Regions from separate parts of the Mus musculus genome. Here region 1 is linked to region 2. The links are chromatin contacts, called in public Hi-C maps. All regions are on one chromosome and are shown on one strand. The core of a region is the stretch at or near the end of the contact, and the rest is flanking DNA. Distances in the headings are between cores, read along the strand shown. Region 1 overlaps Gm46072 (a long non-coding RNA gene). Region 2 overlaps Kcnk1 (potassium channel, subfamily K, member 1).

Evidence for each region. Hi-C and Micro-C count contacts between places; a contact is called where the count stands out from the background.
Region 1: a contact with region 2 is called in a Hi-C map of the MNK3 cell line, with 4 times the contacts expected there. The contact joins two enhancer-like sites. A contact is called at or near these places in 2 of 39 promoter capture datasets (hippocampal neurons and liver), 7 of 484 Hi-C or Micro-C datasets (the MNK3 cell line, Sertoli cells, brain and 4 more) and 1 of 115 datasets of contacts at active chromatin or transcription factors (embryonic stem cells).

The regions. Positions count from the first base shown.
Region 1 is chr8:126,073,219-126,081,003 of GRCm38.p6, forward strand. The region is part of intron 1 of Gm46072 (a long non-coding RNA gene); the gene reads left to right. Among named protein-coding and RNA genes, the nearest start is that of Gm46072, 4.2 kb to the left of the region's middle. Within about 2 kb of position 6,528, at least 2 of the 459 cell types and tissues checked have an H3K27ac peak or open chromatin away from gene starts, as enhancers often do. A contact at or near this core is called in the MNK3 cell line, where this site is marked.
Region 2 is chr8:126,009,280-126,016,139 of GRCm38.p6, forward strand. All of the region lies in intron 1 of Kcnk1 (potassium channel, subfamily K, member 1), which reads left to right. Among named protein-coding and RNA genes, the nearest start is that of Kcnk1, 18 kb to the left of the region's middle. Within about 2 kb of position 1,797, at least 29 of the 459 cell types and tissues checked have an H3K27ac peak or open chromatin away from gene starts, as enhancers often do. A contact at or near this core is called in the MNK3 cell line, where this site is marked.

The DNA.
Region 1 (7,785 bases), core at 5,278-7,777, 69 kb after region 2:
AGTGACAGTGTTGTCACCAGCTAGCTTTCCAAGAGGTGTCTAAGCTGCAGAGGGGCAGGCTTGCTCTCTTTGGCGCTGAGGAGCATCGATCAGAGGAATTCTCACAGCTGCTCTTTGTTCTGGGGACCCCAGAGCTGGGAACAAAGTTTCATGTATCCACTTCCAGGCTGAGACAATGCCCCTATTCACAGCACTGAAAGCAGCATCCAGGCAGAAATCCAGCAGCAGCAAGCACAGCCGGACTGGGCAGTTAGAAGAGGTTGAAAAAAAAAGGCAGACAGCCAACCCCCAACAATTTTAGAGGTCACCTGAGCCTCCATTAAGGATGAGACACTTGTGCCAAAAGTGAGGTAGATTTGCCTCAAGGTAGATTTACCCAGGACGGGAAGTCATCTCCCAGCTTATTGCCACCTAAGAGGAGCCTGTGGCCATTCCTGCTGGAGTTGTCCAGAGGATTAGCAGGACATGGCTTCCTGGCCATTGGGTCAGAACCGAAGCATCAGGGACCTCAAATCCAACTTTAATAAGCACCATGGATGTCCGCTGGTTACACTATTCCTTCTCTCAAAAGAGTGGGAAGGGTCTGAGCCCAGGTCCCACAGTCTCCACTCCAGGACTCCAAGCTGTAAGAAATAGGTTGTAGGGGTCCATTTCGGTATGAGGTGTACTTTCTAAAGCTTATCAAAGAGTCCAGATAAGGAGGAGTCCTTAGGCCCTCCCTTCCCTAGCTGGTGTCTGGTGTTTGCTTGTCTCATAACTTTGAGAGTTGGAAGCCTCAGGCAATTAAACAACCGAGCCATGTCAGAAGATGGAATGGTCTTAAGCCCCAGAAGGTTCATGAATAGGACAAGACTTTGTATCCTGAACAAATAGCATGTAGAAGTGTGTGTGTGTGTACATGCATGTGCATGTGTGTGATATATTGGGTTATGCTAGAGGAGTCTAAAGAGTGTACTTCTCAGGTGAACCAGCCTGTTCACCTGAGGAAATGAAGCAGAGGTTTCTTGCAACACAAAGCTTTAAAAACTGTTGCAGAAAAGACAAGCCAGCCATTTCACATTTGTTCTGTGTTGGCATACCTTTCTACAGGCTGGCATAGGGAAAATGAATCACTTTTGCTAGTCTCCTTGATTTACAGTAGATTGAGGTCTCCTGGGTCCTCTCCCACACACCGTGTTCTTCAGAGTCCCTATCTGTCAATCTCAGTGCTTGCTCCCCAGTGACCTCAGTAGGCACCCCTCCCTGAGGAACAGCTCTGTCATATTTTGTAACTGGGTTTACCTTCCCAGGTGGTTGAGCATAGCATCCATCCTCCAGAAAGAAAAGAATTCTTGGTTCTTACCAAGACTTTTCTACTTGTACATAAAATCAATTTTATTTCATTTCCTACTTTAAAAACAAAACACACACACACACACACACACACACACACACACACACACACACCCACACACACACACACACACCAAAATGTATCAGTTCCATCATCAAGTACATAGAAGTTAAAGAAACTCGTATACCAAGTTGCTCACACCATCAAATCCCAAGAGAACGACTTTGAGAAACGTAATAACTCTTTTTCAGCCCTCCCCAATGGAACTACCTCTTTTGAACATTTTGTAATTTTTTAAAAAAATTATGAGTGATAAAAATTGTCACAGTTCCCAACTCTGTACTAGAAACATCAGATCCTATCCTATTGATAAAGCAAGTCATGCTATCACAGTTACATATTCTACCCTGATCCCCAGCAAGAACATCAGGCTGGGGACAAGCAAGAGAGACAGGAAGCAGAACTGATGTAGCCTAAGAGGACAGGATGTGCAGGGAACATATCAGAGCTGCCAAGGACACGGGTTGGAGATATTAATTACAAATCAGTGACAGGAAGGAGAATTGAGTGGGTTCAGATTCTTACAGGAGATACACCGGAGTAGCATTTTAAACACTGGGGACCATTTCACAAGGAAGAGACGGAAGGATGACGGGTCAAAATGCAGGGATGGATGGGCGTGGCTGAAGAAGGGGGAGGTAGTCGGTTAGGATGAGTTGGGTGTGGTAAGAAGCAAAACTGACAAAGGACAGGTTAGGGAGGATCACTTGGAGACTTGGAGATGGCCAACGGTCCCAGAGACAGCCCTGAGCATGTGGCAGCGTGGGGGAACAAAACCGCATAGTGATCACATTTTAAAACAGCATTTACCGAAGAGATGCTCCAAAGAAAATCCATCATTTGCCTTCGATGGCTGTTGCTGTCCTGTGACAAAGTGAGACCACATGCTGGTGCCCGGCATCCACTCACCAATGTGATCGACAGAGAGCACCACGGAGGCAGAGTAGTTTGCAGATGACAAGGTGAAGAGTGCACGCACGCAGTAATAACACAGGCCAGCAGGTGGCGCCCGCAGGAGAGAAGGTCTCTCTCGAGCTGTGGGACACAATGAAAGTACTGCTGAGAAAAGAGTTCATAGCATTAAATGTCTTCATATATATATATGTATATATGTATATATGTACATATATATATATGTATATATATACATACATATATATATATATATATATATATATATATATATATGAAAGTTCTCATGCCATCAGTTTAATAGTACACCTGAAATCTCTAGAAAAAAAGAAGCAAATATACCAAAGAGAAATAGAAGGCAGGAAATAAAATCAGGGCTGAAATCAATCAATTAGAAACAAAGAAAACAATACAAAGAGTCAAAGAAACCAAGAGCTGTTTCTTTTTTAGTAAAGAAAATAAACAAGATAGACAAATCCTTACCAAACTAAGTAAAAAGCAGAGTTTCTTTTTTTTCTATTAAATATTTTCTTTATTTACATTTCAAATGCTATCCCAAAAGTTCCTTATAACCACCCCCACCCCTGCCCCACCCAAGGCAGAGTTTCTAAATTAACAAAATAAGAAATAAAGGGGGGGGGCATGACAACAGACACTGAGGAAATTCAAAGAATCAGTAGGTTTTACTTCCAAAGCCGTTCTCCACAAAATTGGAAAGTTCTTAATGAAAATTAAACCAAGATCAGGTAAATTATTTAAACAGCCCTATAACCGCTAAGGAAGTAGAAGCAGTCATTAAAAGTCTCCCAACCAAAAAAGATCCAGAACCAGATGGTTTTAGTGCAGAATTTTACCAGACCTTCCAGGATTAGCTAATACCAACACTCCTCAAAGTATTCCACAAAATAGAAACAGAAAGGACACTGCAAAACTCACTCTATGAAGCCACAGTCACCCTGATACCTAAACCACACAAAAACTCAACACAGAAAGAGGATTTCAGACCGATTTCTCTTATGAACACTGATGCAAAAATACTCAATAAAATACTGGAAACCAAACCCAGAAGCATACCAAAGACATCCAAAGGCTGTCCACTCTCATTGTATCTATTCAATATAGTGCTTGAAGTTCTAGCTAAAACAATAAGACAACTAAAAGACATAAAGGGGATACAAATTGGAAAGGAAGAAGTCAAAGTATCGGTATTTGTGGATGATATCAAAGTATATATAAATAACCCTAAAAATTCTACCAGAGAACTCCTACACCTGATAAATACTTCTGCAAAATGGCTGGATTAACTTAAAAAAAAAATCAGTAGCCTTCCTGTAGCCCTCCCTTATACAAATGATAAGTGGTCCGGGAAAGAAATTAGGGGGACAACACCATTTACAATAGTCCTGAATAATATAAAACATCTTGCTGTAACTCTGACAAGTGAGTGAAAGACGTACATGACAAGAACTTCAGGTTGCTGAAGAAAGAAATTGAAGAAGATATGAGAAGATGGAAAGATCTCTCATGCTCATAGATCAGTAGGATTAACATATTGAGAATGGCCTAATACCTAAAGTTTATAAAGAACTCAAGAAGTTAGACACCCAAAAATCCAAATAACCCAACTGAAAAAAGAGGTATAGAGCTAAACAGAACTCTCAACAGAGGAATCTTGAGTGGCCAAGCGACATGTAAAGACACGTCCAAGGTCCTTGGCCATCAGGGAGATGCAAATCAAAACAATTCTGAGATTCATTTTACACCCATCAGAACGGTGCAAATCAAAAACTCAAGGGACAGTACATGCTGGTGAAGATGTGGAACAACAGGAGCACTCTTCCATTGCTGGTGGGAGTGCAAACTTGTACAACCGCTTTGGATATCAATGTGGTAGTTTCTTTTACAGACAAGTAGATGGAGCTTGAGAATATCATCCTGAGTGAGGTAACCCAGACCCCAAAAGACGTGCATGGTATGTCTTGTAAGTGGATATTAGCCATAAAGTACAGGATACATACTCTATACTCCACAGATCCAAATAAGCTAACCAAGAAAGAAGGCCCAAGCAAAGATGGTTGAATCTCACTTAGAAGTGGGGAATAAAATAGTCATGGCATATGCAGGGACAGAACTGGGTGGGAGAGGGGATAGAGAGCAGAATGGGGTTCAGGATCAGGTGTGGGGAGAGACAGAAGAGATGGTCAGATGGCCACGAGAATGAACGGAAATCTGCAGCTGGTGGGGATGGGGAAGGAGGATGTGTGCATCTTGAGGACATGCCAGAGACCCAGGATAGAGGAGGCTCCCAAGAATCAATGGGGGATGACCTTAGCTGAGACCCACGGCAGGGGGATATGGAACCTGAAGAGGGCACTCCTGTAGCCAGGCAGGAATTCCCTGGAGTGATAGGGATACCAACCCACCCACAAAACTTGTGACCCCAAATTTATCCTGTAGATGTGTGACTCCACACAGGATTCAATTTACTTGAATTTATTTACTCAACTATGAGTACAAATAACCAGTTCAAAAATGACAAAATCCTGTGTGTTTTCTGCTTCCTGACTATGGAGGATCAATGTCACTGGTCCTCATGTCCCTGAAACTATGCCTTCCTGCCACGATGCTCTTCTTAAATTCTAAGCCGAGACAAGTCCTGCTTTCCTAGCCTTGCCTTGTGTCCACTATCTGGTCAAAGCCTGAGACCAGTAACCAATACAGTCATTGATGTTTGGATTCACCCATAACCTGAATTAAATGTCAGTTAAGATGGCCAGTGAAATGGTCCTTTTATGGCTTTAGAATCTGCTGTCTTTTTAGGGTTTTGAAGGGAAGTTTTACCATGCCAGCTATTTACACTAAGATATTGGAGCACATAAACACTGTGGTCGGTGTGGGTGCCCTACATAGGGAGAATGAGACCAGAAGGAAGCAGCAGCAGTGGGGGGAGTGTCAGTAAAGAAACACTGTCAGGGCAGAGATGAGTATGAGAGCTCATGGCAAGGATACAGCTCGGCTTCAGATGTCTCAGAAGGCCATCCCTGGCTTCGGTAGACGTGCATCCTCAAAGGTGTTTGTTTTGATGTTACACACACAGGTAGGAAACTACAAACAAATGAATGTGCACAAGGTTGACAGTTCCAGATGGGGCGCCTCTGAATGATGGCTGGAATGCAGCCATTGAAAATATTGACTTAATCTATTCAGATTCCTGAGGGAAAGCACGTTCTGTGGTTGTTTACAACAGGGCACAAACATATATAGAGGCTTGAGTTTTATATAAACAAATGACACAGACATGAATAAAGAGAGCAGGAAGAAGTAAGACAAACAATTATTTTTTTGATATTTACATATATTATTTTTAATTACTTGCTGGTGTGTGCCTGTGTGTTGGTATGTACATGTGAGTGCAGCTGTCCACAGAGGCCAGAGGCTTGTGTCCCCTGGAGCTACAGAAGGCTCTAAATCTCCTGATGTCAGAACCAAACACGGGTCTCTACAAGAACAGCAATATCTCCTACAACCAAACCTCCTCTCCAGTCCAACAATTCCTAGTAGCAATTGAGGCAGGCTAAAATAGTGTGTGTGTGTGTGTGTGTGCGCGTGTGTGTCTGTCTCTGTGTGTGTGTGTCTGTGTATCTGTCTGTGTGTGTGTCTGTGTGTGTGTCTGTCTGTGTGTGTGTCTCTGTGTGTGAGTGTGTGTGTGTGTCTGTGTGTATGTCTGTGTGTGTGTCTGTGTGTGTGTCTCTGTGTGTGTCTGTGTGTCTCTGTGTGTGAGTGTGTGTGTGTGCCTGTGTGCACACAGGCTCATGTGTTTGCCTGCAGTGTCTTCCTCTGTCCTCTTCCCACTTCAGTTTTTGTTACAGAACCTAGAGGTTGCCATTTCTGCTGGACTGACTTGTCAGCAAGCTCCTGAGTCCCAGTTGCTCCTCCATCTCAGCACTGATTTAGGAGCATGCACAGCCACCCCCAGCTTTTTCATGGGTGCTGGGCATTAAACTCAGGCTCTCACACTTGTACAGAAAGTCCTGTGCTCTTTGACGCAGCTCCATGGTCGCCCCCACCTTTTTTTTTTCTTTTATGTAATTTGTTTTTAAAAACCACAAAACCACAGAGGCCATGCACCCTTGTTTAATTTGCAATGACCTCTAAAGACTATGAAAAAGGAGAGGAAAACCAGAGAGGCCTTCAGTCTGCAAAAAAAACACCTCACATCACTGAGATTTCCCTGCTGATAGTTGGGATGTTTGAGAGCTCTGGGGCCTGGTTTTTGTTCTGGCTCTCATGGTGGACAGAGGGCAGATGTTTTGCTTGGGGTTCAGCAATTCTAACCCTTCCTTCCTGTGATATGAGTGCCTTGGGGTACTCCAGTAAGTCATAATTTCTCATCTTGTTCTTGCTTAGACTGGTCTTGAGGCAAGCGGCAGCCCCCAGAGCTGTTAGCTACTCCATTCCAATTCTATAAGTGTGCATCTGACATTTTTACCATCTATAGTTTTCTTTTATTTTATGTTATTTTCAAAACATGCACATATGTACATGTGTCTTGTGTGCACAAATCTGTACATACCTGTTGGAATTTGTATGGCCATATGTGTCCAGAGAGAACTTGGAGCAGAAACGATAGAGAATGTTGTTTGCTGGATTCCTCACAGGCTCATGCATAGCTAGCTTTCTTATACAGTAAGGACCAGCCGCCCAGGGAAAGGTGCAGCCCATAAAATACTGGGCCCTCCTACACCAGTAATCAAGCCCCCACAGACTCTCCCACAGACCAATCCTTTAATGGAGACTTCCTTCCCAGAGGACCTTCTCAGAGGTTGTGTCAAGTCATGCTTGTTGCATGTAGCCTTTGCTACCCCGCTTTAAGCTCCAGGCAAACTGTACACTACCAGCCCCCACCCAAATTACACACACACACACACACACACACACACACACACACACACACACACACCAGTTACTCTTAAAATGCCTTTGCTAACTCAAAGACTGGGCACTGCTAAATCTCCCCTGCCACCTCAGGCACAATTGGATAGGTCATTGGCCATTCAACTTTATCTCCTGCAGCTACTGCCTCCTTCTTACCCAGATCCCTGCATCCTCATTCGAAACTCTAAGTGTCCCGCCCTGTCCTCATCAAGAATCAATTGGGGAACATGACCTTAGCATCAGAACCACCCTTAAGCCCCTCCCCATAACAAATCATTCACAGAATGAATTTTCTTTGGTTACTGAGCTTAAGTTTCTAAGTTTCCATATCTGCTTTATAAGAATGTGTTGCCTCTGAAGCAAATGGTTGTTGTTTTTAACTGAAGTGCCCAGGGAAATGAGGAGGTTTCATGATACAACACTTCTATTGTCTATTTACTCCTCCATAGAACACGAGATCTCAAGGCAGATAATTTCTTCCCTGATGTAGTGAAAGCTCAACCTTAGTGCAGTAACGGGCATGTTGAAATGTGCTGTGTGCTGTA
Region 2 (6,860 bases), core at 547-3,046:
TTCCTGTCCCATAAAGACATGGTACTCTGTGTGTATCTGGGCTGTGTATATACTTGTTCTTGCCGGGTGGTCAGGATATCTGGTGTGTGTGTGTTTATGTGTGTTTGTGTTTATATGTGTGTTTGTGTATGTGTGTTTGTGTGTGTATGTGTGTGTGTGTTGTGTGCATATGTGTGTGTATGTGTTTATGTGTGTTTGTGTTTATATGTGTGTTTGTGTATGTGTGTTTGTGTGTGTTGTGTGTTTATATGTGTTTGTGTTTATATGTGTGTGTGTGTTTGTGTTTATATATATGTTTGTGTGTGTGTGTGTGTGTTTGTGTGAGTGTGCATGCACATATATTTAATTTACATGTGCTAGTGGAGGCCAGAGGTCGATGTTTGCTGTCTTCCTCAATCATTCCACTCTGTGTTTTTTTGATTCAGGATCTCTCACTGACATGGGACTCAACATTTTATTTAGAGGAGCTTCAGGGGTCCCACTGTCTCAATCTCCTGTGCTGGGAGTAGAGACCTATGTAACATTCCTGCTTTGTTACTGTAGATTTTTGTGGGTGCTGGGGATTGAACTCAGGTTCCCATGCTTAGGTGACAGGCACTTTACCGACTGAGCCACCCTGAAACTGGGTATTCTAAATACAGCTCTTGGTATTATGTAGCTGTTCAAGGTAATTTCTTAGGGTTCTAGACTCAGAAAAGCGACTAGCTTTTCTCTAACGTCTGGCTAGTCTCACTGTTTCTCAGGACACAGGATGTCATGGGTTCAAGTCCCAGTTTCACAGAAGTGGTGTGGAATCCATGCAGACTTTGTGCCAAGTTCCCATCAGTAACTTTCACATTAATGATCAGCCAGCATCTTCAAAGGATGTGATTTTTTTTAAAAAAAAAAAAAAGATTTATTTATTTATTTATTTATTTATTTTGTATGAGTACACTGTAACTGTCTTCAGGCACACCAGAAGAGGGCATCAGATCCCATTACAGGTGGTTGTGAGCCACCATGTGGTTTCTGGGAATCGAACTCAGGACCTCTGGAAGAGCATTCAGTGCTCCTAACTGCTGAGCCATCTCTCCAGCCCACACACAGGATCAGACCTGCAAAGTCTCCTTTTCCTTCTTGTTACTTTCTTTGAAAGGTGTGAACCCAAGAACTGAGTGTCTTACTGATCTGACATGTGCAACAGGCACATACGTCCACACTTCATGACCAGGCAGAAGTGTTTGAATTGCAAAGTGAGATCCACCAGACTTGTTTGGGTTTGGGGGATTGGGAGTGCACAACAAGGTTTGGCCGTGTATCCCAAGCTGGCCTTGAACTGGTAATCATTCTCCTGCCTCAGCTTCCTGAGTGCTAATATTACAAGTGTGAGCTGCCACCTGGCTAACACTTCTGACTCTCTAGAATAGCCCTCTGTCCAGGTCAGACATTCTGACCCCCAGTGTGGGACACTGAGATGTGTTTGGACAGATGACCTCTAAGCTGCTAGAGGACCCTACAAACTTGATGCTGAACTCATGCTGTTAATCAGGGGTGAGCATTGGAATTGCCGGAAGACTCGCTCATCAATCAGACTGCTGAGTGTTGCACCCCTACTCTGATATTACATCATTCTAGCAGGCATTCTTAAAAAGAAGATGGCCATGCATTGCTTCTGTACTGCCTGAGAAACATGCTCCATCTTTAGCCTGTCTCTCTTATCCTGTGTCCTAAGTGTTAACTCTGACAGAGGCTGTGGTTAGCAGATGTCATAAGCAAAGTCCTGAAAAGGACAGGGTATGACTCACAGGGGAGCTACTCACTGGACGTCTCACATTTGCTTAGCTAATACAGTTGAGAACCAAGGCTCCAAGGGTCAGGGCTTGGTTGGGTCCCAGCCATGATACTCCTCCTGAGTGACAGGTACCAAGGCCAGCCAGCCGTAAAGACTCAAAGGCAACAGGAATTGATCATGGCCTGCGCTCTGTATCAAAGTGGTGATGCAAAATGTGAGCCCATCCTTTGTCTGGCTGAGGTTCTCACAGAAGCATGACTGTGGAGAGCTGCAGGCTTCCTGTCTGGCATGGGAGGGTTCTAGAATCTGCTGAGCTCAGCCTTCTCCTTTGCTGGTCTCTAAAGGTGACTGGGAGAGGTCAGGAGAGCGCTCGGTGCGCAAAGCGCCTACTGTGCAAGCACAAGGACATTAGCTTGGCTCCCCAACACCCACTTAATTTGTATGTGGTGGCATAGTGTGCAATTCCAGACTGGGGGGAGGAGGAGTCAGGAGGATCCTTGGGGTTTGCTGACAAGCCAGTGTAGTCAATCTGTGAGCTCCCATTTCATTAAGAGCTCCCTGTCTCAAAACGTAAGGTGGAGGGGACTCACCAACACCTGTATTTCAAGTCCCAGGTAATCTGACTCTCTCTTCTGTACCTCCCCAAGCACCAGGCCATCACAGGATGGACCCCAGTCCTCTGTAAAAGCAGCCAGTGTTCTCAACTGTGCAGCCATCCCGCCAGTCACACGACCTATCTCTTCATCATCATGTCACTGAAGATATTAGCCAGGAAAATGTCTCCATCCTTAAAAGCACTTTGGAATCTGTCTTCCTTTGTCTTCAGTCTGACTATATCTCTCTGTCTCTGTTGCCCCTTAGCCTTCTCAGAGGCTCAGCTTATCTTTGTAGTTCTCTGAGTTGTTAGATCAATGTAAGACAGTAGCACTGGGTCCTGAAAACCATTGGTTTGGGGAAGGTGGCATTCAGGCAATAGCAGTTTCTTTTGTGAACCTTAGAAACTTATTCCTGGGCCAGCAAGATAGCTCAGCTGGGGTTAAGGCACTGGTCCTCTAAGCCTGACACCTGAGCATTCTTCCTGGAACCCACATCAAGGCAGAAATTCTCTACAAAGTTATTTTCTAGCTTCTCCATGTGCACCTTGACATACATGCTCACTCACATACATTATTTGAGTATACACACACACACACACACACACACACAGTTGCATGTACACACATTCCTAGAATGTTCTGCAGAATCTTATGTGGAAGGCCTATTCAGGTCTGTGTGCTCAGGAAACAGCAGCCCTCTTGTTCACTTATTTATTAGCTGGGGGTGAGAAGTTATAAATACAGGTGATTGGCAGAGGGGCCAAGGTAAGAAAGGGACAGCAAACAGAGTGCATTATCTACCTTCCCAGGGCCGTGCAGTGACAGGTGGCTCTTGCTGCAGGACTTCCGTGTTCTCTGGCATCTCTGTGGACAGACAGATGGCCAGCCCTTTGTGACTGCAGTCTGTGATGGGAAATGTCTTCCGTGAGACGTTAGAAGGTGGCGGGGACTCAAATGCACCTGCCCCAATAGGCTGTGGGCTCTGAGTCAGCAAGGCTTGATGGGAGCTATGCTTTGATTCTAGAACATTCCGAGGGCACAGACAAGCCTTGGTATCAGTCAGGGTTAACATGTATCTGTTGAGTTTTGGTAATAATAATTTTATTTGACAATTGTTCTTTCTTAAAAATTGCACTTAATTTGTTTGTTTGTTTATTTGTTTATGGGTGGCACATGCCATAGCATGCATGTGGAGATCAAAAGGCAACTTTTGGGGATTGGCACTCTCCTTCCACAGTGTGTGCCCTGGGAATTGAACAATGGAAAACCTGGCTAGTGACCCAGTGACCCACTATCCTCTTCTAAGGGCATGGACCCATTCCCCATGACCTGGAAATGGCTTCCTGGGCTCCACCTCATCAGCTCCCGCCACCTCTCAAAAGTGCCACTCTAGGGAAACAAGCCTTCAACATAAGAATCTGCAGGAACATTCTAGAAACAAACTCTGATATGAAAGGGGGGCAGGCAGATAGGGCAAACCCCCTTTCTTCCTGAGTGTGGGGTTAGCAGCCTGCTCTGCCGCGGGATGCTGCTGTGATGCACAGGCCCAAAGCAGCCAAGACAACTGGCTATTGGATCACACTTTCCCAAACTAACCCACAGGAACTTTACCACCTTCTAAGTTGCTTCTGTCACTGTTTGCTGCAGTGGACAACAGATGATCAGCAGAATGATGGTATGAAGTAGAACCTGGGCTCCTGGGGTCGCTGCACCCAGGAAGTGTGGCACAGCAGAGCCTCTGGCCTCAGAGGTGTCCTCTAGGGAGCCATCTGCCATCTTCTGGACTACATCCTGAAAAGCTGGGTCAACCTAAATGGATGCCTGGTTGAGTTTGCCAGTTTTCCAATGTCTTACTGTGCCGGGTAGTTTTTTTTTATCAACTTGACACAAGCTAGAGTTACCCAGGAAGAGGAAATGGACATCAGCTGAAGATTTGCCTCCATAGGATTGGAAAGTCTGTAGGGTCTGATTAATGATTGGTCTGAGGGGGCCCAGCCCACTGTGGGTGATGTGCCCTCCGCTCCTCAGGGAGGTAAACCCAATACTATAAGGAAGCAGGCTGAGTGAGCCCTGGAGAACAGGCAGTACGCCTTTTTCTCCATGGCTTACTTCGAAGGAGTTCCTGCTTCAGGTTCCTGCCTTGGTTCCCATAGATGATGGACTGTAACCTGTAAGCCAAAGCAACCCACGCCTCCCCAAGCACAGAGTGTACAGTTTGTCCAGAAGGAACAATTGTCAAAGGACCAGTGCGATGGCTCAGCAGGTAAAGGCACTTGCTGCCAAGTCTGGTGACCTGAACTTATCCTCAAGGCCCATCTGATGGACAAGGAAACCTGACTCCTGAAAGCTGTCCTCTGACCTATACATGCATGCACATGTGGGAACACACACACAATATACAAATACACACATATGCACACACACGTGCAAATACAAACATGCCATACATATAGTCACAAGTACATATACACACTCACACACCATACACAAACTCACACATACTCACACACATACTTACATACTTACACACACTCACACACCATACACACACACAGTACACACACTTATACACACATATATACACATAAAAACACACACACATACACACATGTTCACATACACACACATACACACACACTTATACACACTCACACATTCACACACACATACACGCACTGACATACCATACCATACACACACACACACACACACACACACACACACACACACACACTGACATATACATATAGAGCAACACAACAAAGAAACAAATTCATAAATATGACCTGTAAAAGAACAGCTATCAAAGAAGTGATTTTATTCCAATATTCAATGGATGCATTATGACCTTGGTTGGTACACAAGGCTTGAGCTCAACTTGGAAAGACCAAAGAGTGTTCAAATACCTGCAGTTCTCTGGTACCATCGGTCATTATTTGGCTCAGACTTAAAAAACGAGATTCTCGTGGTAGCTAAGGTTCGTAAGAATATACACCGTGTTTCCTTTCCAGGAGCTGTTTCAGTAGCTGCTATCCTAGATCCTGCCAAGTTGACAATATGAAGCTCTCCATAAATGAAACTCAGTTTGGTTCATACTAGAATAAAGTACTGATTGGTACCACAAGGACTTCTGGGTATTGGGAGGCACTCTAAAACAAACAGGCAGACATCCTGGCCATGGAACATATATTTTAAAAGACAAGAATAATACCTATGAGTATAAGCTAGTGAAATTTTGTCACATAAAGTAAGCGCTTGAAGGAAGGAGGAATAAGGTAATAGCGGTGATTCAAGGATCACACCGTGGGTGGCAAAGGGATTTTACGTAAGGTGCTCCGTGGCTGAGGGATTTTACGTAAGGTTCTGCATGGCATAGGGATTTTACGTAAGGTTCTTCATGGCAGAGGGATTTTACGTAAGGTTCTCCGTGGCATAGGGATTTTGTATAAGACTCTCCGTGGCATAGAGATTTTACGTAAGGCTCTGCATGGCATAGGGATTTTACGTAAGGTTCTTCATGGCAGAGGGATTTTACGTAAGGTTCTACGTGGCATAGGGATTTTGTATAAGACTCTCCGTGGCAGAGAGATTTTACGTAAGGTTCTGCATGGCCTAGGGATTTTATATAAGGTGCTCCGTGGCATAGAGATTTTACGTAAGGCTCTGCATGGCATAGGGATTTTACGTAAGGTTCTGCATGGCATAGGGATTTTACGTAAGGTGCTCCGTGGCAAACGGATTTTATGTAAGGCTCTGCATGGCATAGGGATTTTACGTAAGGTGCTCCGAGGCATAGGGATTTTACGTAAGGCTCTTTGTGGCATAGGGATTTTACGTAAGGCTCTTCGTGGCGTGGTGATTTTATATAAGGTTCTCTGTAGCATAGGGATTTTACATAAGGTTCTCCATGTTCATTTTGGGCAAGCCTGAAAATTAGTGAGCAAGCCAACCATGCGTACCAACAAGCAAGGTCCACTCCAGATAGTGGTGTTATCATATACAAAGGTCCCATGTCAAGATGTCTAGCATGGAGTCATCTTCTTCTGGCTCCTCTGTGGCAAGTGGGATGTCTTGGAAACCCCACCTGAGTCACCAAAACGAGAGACAGAAAAATATACTTTTCCTCAGTTGGCATGAGTTTGTGGCTGAGACACAGCCCCATAGCGACGGGTGGATTGAGGGGGAAAGTCCAGTTAGCTAAGCATGCAGGTGTATCACATGGGAGAAAAGTATTTTCCCAAAGAACAACACATTTTAGGGGGGTGATGGGACACAGGTAACATTGTCCCAGGTATCCAAGGTGAGAGACATTTCATGGGAAGAGCTGAAGACTCACTGGTCTTGAGTCTGAGTCAATAAAGAAGCCTTGAAATTTACTTCCAGCCTTTAGGAAGAAAGGCAGCAGGAAGTCAAAAAAGACGTTTGTTCTTGTGAACTTCTATTTTGCTTTTAGGTAAATGGAAGGCATAAAGCCTTTGCATTAGATCACCCTC